2 separate regions of the Zea mays genome follow, and region 2 is linked to region 1. A link is a contact called in public Hi-C data. All regions are on one chromosome and are shown on one strand. The core of a region is the stretch at or near the end of the contact, and the rest is flanking DNA. Distances in the headings are between cores, read along the strand shown. Region 1 has its middle 50 kb from the start of LOC103632117. Region 2 holds the start of LOC606463 (alkaline alpha galactosidase 1).

Region 1 (4,511 bases), core at 1,267-3,766:
CTAGTGAATTTGTTGTTGCGTGTCCCTGCCCAGATGGGTTGATGCAAGATGGAACACAAGAGGGGAATGAGGCTTATGTTATCTTGCAACGGGGTGCTCGTAGTAGGGGTTACAAGCGTTGCGAGGGAGCGAGAGCGAGAGAGAGAGAAAGAGAGGATTCGGCCTTGAGGTGAGCTGTCTGAGCCTGCCTCTACCGCGTCTCTCCTACTCTGCCTGCCTCTGCTCGCCTGCCTTCGCTCGTTCGTACGTCGCACGTTCGTACGTTTCTCCCTCCTCCCTCGTTGGAAGGCCCTGGACATCCCCTTTTATAGATACAAGGAGATGCCCAGCTGTACAATGGGGGTGTTGCTATGAGCTAACGTGGCTGGCGGAGAATTGCCTTGAGCCCTGTACATGTACTAACGTGGCCGTCGGAGAAGTGCCTTGAGTCCTATAGAAGCATAGCTGGCGGTGCGGCATGGATGCTGCTGACGTTCCCCTGCTTCCGTAGGAGGTTGGGAGTAATCCGACGTCATGGGCGCACGCGGGGAACCATCATTACCTGTTACCGGAGTAACCTTAGATGGGACACCGGTCTTGTTCCTTCATAGCCTGAGGTAGCTAGCTAGGAGTAGGGTAATGATGTATCCCCTGTAGCATAGTCGGTCCGAGGCCGAGGTCGGGTGAGGCGGCGACTCCTCCGAGGCCAAGGATGAGGTCGGGCGAGGCAGAGTCCTTCTCCCGAGGCCGAAGCTGAAGCCGAGGCCTGGGGTCGGGCGAGGCGGAGCTCTCTGTTGCGCTCGAGGCCGAACTCGGGAAAGGCCGTGACTGTTGTTAGTCTTTCCCTGGTGGCTGGCACAGTTGCCGGAGCGGGGTGAACAGTGCTGTTTTCCTGTCAGAACAGTCAGTAAAGGGGTGAAGTGACTGCGGTCACTTCGACCTTGCCGACTGTGGCGCGCGTGTCAGGATAAGGTGTCAGGCGATCCCCGTATTAAATGTGCATGTGATACGGTCGGTTGGTAAGGCGATTTGGGCGAGGTCGCTGCACGACAAAGTCTGCCCGAGCTGGGCTTCGGGCGAGCCGAGGGTGCGTCTGCTGACTGAGGGGACCCTCGGTCGAGGCGTGAATCCGTCCGGGACTACCGTCCTTGCCCGAGGCTGGGCTCGGATGAGGTCGCGTCCCTTGTTAGACGAGGCCTGCGCTTTATCAGTCGTTTATGGTTTGTTCTGAAGATGTTTTCCAGCCGGATTAAGGAGCATTGGGGGTACCCCTAATTACGGTCCCCGACAGTGACCGACAAGAGAATGACAACATTAGGAGAAATAGAAAAGGATAAGATCATGGTTGCCAAAGCTTACAACAAGAAGGTCAAGGCTAAATCGTTCCAAGTAGGGGATCTAGTGTGGAAGACCATCTTGCCTCTAAGGAGCAAAGACCAGAAGTTTGGAAAGTGGTCGCTAAGTTGGGAAGGCCCTTACAAGGTAGCACATGTGATGTCCGGTGATGCATACTTATTGCAAACATTACAAGGCAAAGTTTTGCCCAAGGCATTGAGCGGGCGTTTCCTCAAGCAGTGCCATCCTAGTATGTGGCAAGATGCTTAAGAATATCGATGTGATTACATCGAGTTAGTTGCTTTTGGTTCGCTCAGCTCCTCCAAAAGGCAGGGGGCATATGTTGGGCACCCAAAGTGACATGTGGACGGTCCGGCCCCGAGGCCGGACGGTCCGCGCGTGTGTGGAACCAGTTAGGGTTCCACGTTTCTTAATCCTAGGTGTTGTCTAGGCTCGGTAGGTCGACCTAGACTCCTCTAATCGACGTAGAGTCGAAGAGAAGCAGAGAATTTGAGGATTGTAATAAACTAAACTAGGGCTAAACTAGAACTACTCCTAATGCATAAGGTAAAAACGAGAAATAGACTTGATTTGATCGATTGTTGGGGGTTCAATCGGCCGTAGCCCTTCATCTATATAAAGGGAGGTCTGGATCCGCTTTAAACTGTTTTCCGAGTTAATCCCGCGGTTTTAGGTAACAAATCCCGCGAGAAACTAGGAACCCTAACTGACTCTGCGCACGCATAGACCGTCCACGCCACCAACACGGACCGTTCGGGTTGCGGACCATCCGGCCTCAGCTCTTTTCAGTGCTCAACAGGCTCGTTTTCCCGTCTGTTCCCGTGAGAGGATCTTTAGAGGTAACAGTAGGAGTTTCATGAGTAATCATCATAATTTACATCGATTACAAATGTATAGGAGTAGTAATTAAGCTACTAATCGCTTTCGTAAGATTACGGAAATACCAGCTAGCTAGCTATGTGCTGGAAATACGCGGTACACAGGCTAATTGCTTGCCTGCGAAGGAGGCTAAAAATACCGAACCATGAAGAGATACGGTAACGGGAACTGTACTCGACAGGCGGTTGCTTTACTTTAAGAAAAAAAAAACGAAGAAGCGAACACGTCAACGTCAAGTAAACATGTTCAGAGACAGCCAGGATATACAGATGGGCGTTGACTCCCTCCCTCTCCCGGTATATGCAGGTCGCTGGATTGACAGCATGAAACTGGAGCAATTATTATTTCAGAACAGAAACTAATCATCATTATTGCAACTTTGTTGTAGATCAGACTTGACACCTCACGGAAAGAGTATCAGTCTCAGCCAGAGTATGCATAAATATCACACAAGCATGCACTGTCCGATAACGCACGCTGACGCTGCACTCAATCATGCCCTCCTCTTATCATCACCAAGTCGAGTTTATCTCTCCACCCACCTGTACACAAAATGCGTGATATTATGCACCTCGTCCCCTCAACTCTAAAACAGTGAGAACACATCTCACTGCTTGTAATAAAAAAAATCATTTTTTATGTTTTGGTTTATAAGAAGGTATATCTATGATATATAACGAATATTATTTCACTTTTAAATCATACTTTATATTAATAAAGGAAAAAGATCCAGACCAGACAAAATAATAAAATAATAAACAACATACGGTTGGATTAGAACATCAACACGTCAACACCATACAAACTCAACCCGCCAGTTGGATTGTGACATCAACACGGCACAACACTCACCACCTACATAATGCACAAAACAGCCCAGACAACAGAACCCCCCCAACTCATCCAGAGTTATCGTTGCCGAGCTCGACCCAAGGGACAAGCAGCCCCGACTACGCAAGACGAGCCGCACATGGCCAAAGAAAACTCGACGACGCCTACAACCAAACACTGGCACAGAAGAAGGAAGATCGCGGTGCTCCGACGTTGCCAAGCCTCAGCACACCCCACACGAGATAACTCCGATTCTTTAGCAATGAGCTTGAACCTTCTTGCTGCCCCTGTCAGCAGGGGCGGAGCCAGGATTACAATATAAGAGGGACCGACGAATTCATCAATACTATATGGTGAAAAAATATTGTATAATGTTATAAATCTTAAGCACTCGATATTGAATAAGAATTCTAGTTCTTTATAAATTATCTTAGTCCATGAATCCATTTTTTAGCTAATTGATATATTGAACTAAAGTTGTCGTGGTAACAATACCAAAATAATAAAGTTAACCATATTTGGATCCAGTTTTGTAGTCTATGCGGATGTCCCGGTTGCGACATGTGGTTCCGGTGATTGATGTTGTTGGCGCTCATTCTGTTGTTTCGCGTGATCACCTTCTCTGGACTTTGGTTGTGGGGCTATAGAAGTGGCAAGTCAAATAATCGGCGACAATCGATAGCTGTCCAGCCAGATAATAAGATGGATCATAAAGGGGTGAGGTTTAGATATCAACGTCTGCAAACGAATTAGCTTTGACGTCTCATATCATCGATTGGTCATTTAACGAGTATTTTATCTTATATTATGTTTTTTAAACTTTGGTTGACATACTACAACAGAGTTATGGATCATATATTAGCAACTACTATATTATATCTTTGATTAATTATGCTGCACAAAATCTAAATTATATATATTTAGACTACACAAAATTTAAAGTATATGTGTGTGTGCCGCAGCCTTGGGCGGGGCCATGGCCCCTGCTGCCCCCCCCCTTGGCTCCGCCCTTGCCTGTCAGATGCCCGAACCTCCGAAACAATCCAACCCACGAAGAAGGGTCTCTACAGGTGTCATCGTTGCCGAGCTACAACCCCTGATGCAACAACTTCGATTTCACAATGCAAAGCCCTACCTTCACCCGCATACCAGACACCTAGCGGCGAAAGCAACTATAGAAGACGAAGCCTAAGTCCGAGACAAACTTCAATGCGACGCCTTCAGGAAGGAAAGTGATGTCGGGATGACACCGTCGCGAATCTCAGATGGACCAGCCTTTCGCCTAAGGATAACAATGCTGGGGAACGCGACACCCTCAGCTGGGAAGAGAGATACAAATACTGATACTTTTTTAAATATTTTAGTTAAACTAAAAAAAAGAAAGATTCAATACCTTGCTTCCCCGATGAATGCGCGCGCGTGGAAACTGATCAAGCGGAATCGAAGCCGAACACGTCAATCAACAG
Region 2 (4,178 bases), core at 634-3,133, 75 kb before region 1:
AGCCCCAGGACGGACAGCGAGTCCATGACGATGTCCGGCTGGTTGCCCGTCACGCCCGGGGACTGCACGGGGTACGCCAGCGCCGGCTCGTAGCGCTCCATCGCCGTCCCCGCCGTCGGCGTCACGCCGCCCCAGTACCCGGCCATGGCGTGCCACACGTACACCTGCTTCACGCCGTGCGCGTCCTTGGTCTCGGCCACCAGTCGCTTCAGCCCGCCCGGCGCCTGCTCGCCGTCGCCGTCGCCGTCGGGCTTGGTCTGGAACTTGGTGTTCTCCTTGATCCCGGTCAGCCGGCTGGCGAATCTGGAAGCGATCAACCAGTTTTGGTGAGCGTCTGGAAACTGCGGCGGGCTGGCAGCCAGCCATGATTGATCAGAGAAATGCGATGCGTGCAATGCACGTACTGCGCGCCCTCCTGGACGGCGACGTTGGGGTCGGGCTTGTTCTCGGAGGCGATCTGCTGCCAGCCGTCGTCGATGATGAGGAACCGCGGCGGCGCGCCGCCCTTGGACAGGCTGCAAAAGCAGAGGAGAGTTGCCGCGTCAGGACGGCACGTTGGCACGGAGGAGTCACTGACACGCAAGAGCGGACAGAGCGCGCGTACCTCTGAAGGCCGTGTTTGACGCCGTCGGCGGTGACGTCGGTGTAGAAGGCGTCCCAGGTGCACCAGCCGAACCAGTCGAGGAACGACGGCAGCTTCTTCTTGTCGCGGTGGTGGAACGTCTGCAGGTGCTTCTCCACCGCCTTGACGGCGGCGGTGACGGTGTCGAAGGGGTTGTCGCCGGCGTGGAGGTACACCATGTGCGCGGCCTGGTCCGTCTGCACCGCCTTGTCCCCTGCAGGGATGAGGATGACCATCCGGTGATCGTCATCGGTCGAGTCGAGCTGAGCTGCTATCTCATCCGGTGATCATGGAAGGAACGGATTACCGCTCTCGATGCAGATCTGCAGCTCGTCGCGGTCGTTCCCCTGCAGCGCTGCCCGAAACTGCCCCTCCAGCAGCGGAAGCATCACCACGTACGCGGGGGCGTCGTCGCCGTCGCCGTCACTGGCAGGGACCTCGACGAGCATGAACTGGGTCTCCAGAGGGACGTCGCGGCCGGAGACGCCCATCCGCTGCGTCATCCACCACAGCTTGAACCGGAACAGGCACAGGAACCGGCAGTCCCTGATCGGCGCCACGAATTATTTGTTTATTTATTTCATAAATCTACCCTTGTTTCAATCTCATCACCAGCTTGAAACGCAAAAGGTTACGTACTTGAAAATCTTCCTGGACTAAAAAACGAAAATTCCGATTCTAGACGTTTCGCATGAAAAAACCAGCCTCATTTCTTATCGCGGAAGGAAATACTCGAGAAGAGGGGGTCGGTCGATTGATGGGGAACGACTACTCACCGGAGCGTGCCGAAGGTGAAGACGTGGTGGCTCTTGGCCTCGCCGGCGTGGGCGCCGACGAAGGCCCCGTCGACGAGCCCCGCCCCGGCCGCGTGCGCCGCCGACACGTTGTCCGGCACGCCGGTGAGCACCGTACGGCCGCGCACCGTCAGCCGCCCGTCGCTCACCGTGATCCGTGGCGTCACCGTCATCTTCCTCCTTCCCGCTGATTATAACAGAGCAGTAGTACTATATCGAAATCGATAGACCACACACGACTGGTTAACCTAAGATAGCTGCAGACCGAGCACCCTCTGCAATGCGCGCAAGAAGTGAAGAATCAAATCACCGACCAAGATTAAGCGAAGAGAAGAGACGTAGGAGGACTAGCAGAGGTAAGGTGCTTCGCGTGAGGGTAATTAAGTCACTAACAATGGTAATACAACTAGCACTAATTAAACTACTCGGTAATGGTGCCCCTGCCCCCTGGACTCGGAGGGAGATGCTGGCGGGAGGAGGTAGCCGGGCGGCGAGGGGTTTATATACTCGCAGGGGACGGGAGGGGCGGGGTGACGTGGCGGGACACGTCGCGCGTGGATTTACTGCCGGTGACGCCATCGCGGTGAAACACCCTTGTACAGCTCGCCCGGAGAAGAAGAATCTAGAGTTCTTTGTCTTGTGCGGAGAAGAATTTTGATTGGTAGATGGTGCATGTGAGTATGTGACTGCCATTCTCCACAGTCCCTATGCTAGTCCAAGTTCAGTGCATGTGCATTCCTTGGCATGGGACAAAACTAAAGTTTTTAGACATATGTAGAGTAGACGAGCATCAGGGCAACGGAAATGGGTTTTGCTTTCTGAATGTGTCGCTTATATTAGTAAGAGTACCGAGAGTTCCTTTAATTTAGATTCCTGAAAATCTGATTATAATTGTAAACTGATAATTATGAAAAAACTATAATTTATTTGGTTAAAATAACTCTCAACTATAGATTCTATAAGACAATAACGGCGTGTAACATGGATAACAGGAATATGAAAAATCTATAGTAGAAGGTAACTCTGAATTAAATTGGAGAAATCTATTCCACTGCTGTATCTATTTGGTTGACATTCTAATTTTTTTAACAGCGAATCAAGTTCAGAAAGCTAAACAAAACATATCTTAAGTGCCGAAGCGAACTTAAGAAGATATGATTGCCTCATAGATGTATAGATCACTATCGGACACAATTGCTCCCAAAAAACACTTGGCAAACTCTTTGTCGAGTGTTACTTTTGGCAAAGAGGACTCAGTAAACAGTACATCAGCAATGGGTTTTTTGCCGAGTGTCAACGTCTGGCACTCGGCCTAGTTAACTGTCGTCAACTGTAGACGACTGCTGACCGTCCTTTGCCGAACGCCTTGTTTCGCCGAGAGCTTGACGCTCGACAAACTAGCCTTTGCCGAGCGTTGTTATATGCCAAGTGTTTTGCACTCGACAAAAGACTGTCTGTGTCGAGTGTTGTAGTTCACCGAGAGTGGCATTTGGCAAAGCTAATTTTGCCGAGTGTTCGATAAGTTGCTCTCGGCAAAGATCCGTGCACTGGTAAAATGTCGGATTTTGGTAGTAGATATCAGGTGATAAGAATATATATAAGATAAAATTTTATTTATTATCCTCTAAAGTAAATATCCATTCGTCCTGACCTCATTCACGGGTGCTATAAAGTTAAATCCCACTATTCGTATCAGTTCATCCAAACATACACATTTTAAATCAAATAACGTTTTGACAAAATTCAGTGTACATCGAGACACTAAACATCAATCAACTACCGTATTTAAAAATTATTCCATCCAGCGTTCATTTAAACGGCTAAACAGTCGTTCAAAAAAAAAGAACGGAATTCTCACTTCGTGAGTGATCAAATAATCCTAAATCTTATTAAGTTTATAGAAAAACTATTAATATTTACAATACATAAAAGGTATATCAATAGATTAATTATGGGCATTTTAAAAATAAATATATGTAAGTATATAGGAGTTGGTACTGTTTTTTTAGTAAACTTAGTTAGATTTTAAACTATTTTATGTTTCAAGAATCGAGATATATATTTTTCGTGGATTGAGGGACTACAATAGATGATTGAATAGATGCTGACTATTTAAACGAACAAGGCGAAATTACGCTTTAGTTTTTCTTTCGTATCGATGTCTGCACGGTGCCAAGCACATCATTTCCTTATTCTCTGCCGGCTAGAATACTCCATAACCGATATATTGTTTTCTTGTGCGTAACTCACAACGACCCAAAATAAATAAGTATTGTTCTCGTTTTTATAAATTAAAAACTTTTAATTTCGACCAAATATATATAATATTAATAATTTAAGTACATAATTTATACTATCAAATTCGTTGAGTCTACTATATATAAAATATTTAGATAATATTACCATTATTTTTTAATTTTAAGAAAACTTAACAGCTACTCGCAGACAAGGGAAGATGAGAACACGTTGCTGTTGCATTCCCTAGAGGCTAGGGGCCAGGCTGATAGGTGTACTATAGTCTACAAAGTTTCTATACAGTAGCTGGCTGATTGACGGCTGCTTTACATCTACTAGATATTTTAAAATATTTTAATATTTAATTTAATTTATAAATATTATAGTAGACTTTTGTAATTTAGATATTTTTCATTTTTTGTTGCAGTGAGAAAATAATGTATAAAAATTATACATAATTTTATTCTTGCCATTCATAATATGCTTAACAACACGACTAAATATTAGAACTAAATTCTATACATATA

Evidence for each region. A called contact is a pair of places that touch in the nucleus more often than the background predicts.
Region 2: a contact with region 1 is called in a Hi-C map of ear, with 3 times the contacts expected there. The contact joins the promoter of LOC606463 here to the enhancer-like site in region 1. A contact is called at or near these places in 6 of 25 Hi-C or Micro-C datasets (ear, endosperm, leaf and 1 more).

The regions. Positions count from the first base shown.
Region 1 is chr7:19,503,651-19,508,161 of Zm-B73-REFERENCE-NAM-5.0, reverse strand. No RefSeq gene overlaps it. Among protein-coding and RNA genes, the nearest start is that of LOC103632117, 50 kb to the right of the region's middle. Within about 2 kb of position 2,516, at least 11 of the 20 cell types and tissues checked have an H3K27ac peak or open chromatin away from gene starts, as enhancers often do. A contact at or near this core is called in ear, endosperm and leaf, where this site is marked.
Region 2 is chr7:19,578,261-19,582,438 of Zm-B73-REFERENCE-NAM-5.0, reverse strand. It overlaps LOC606463 (alkaline alpha galactosidase 1), which reads right to left and starts at 1,883. Exons shown (of 7, transcript NM_001154078.2): 1 at 1,399-1,883; 2 at 930-1,168; 3 at 605-836; 4 at 405-515; 5 at 1-303. The coding sequence starts at 1,589.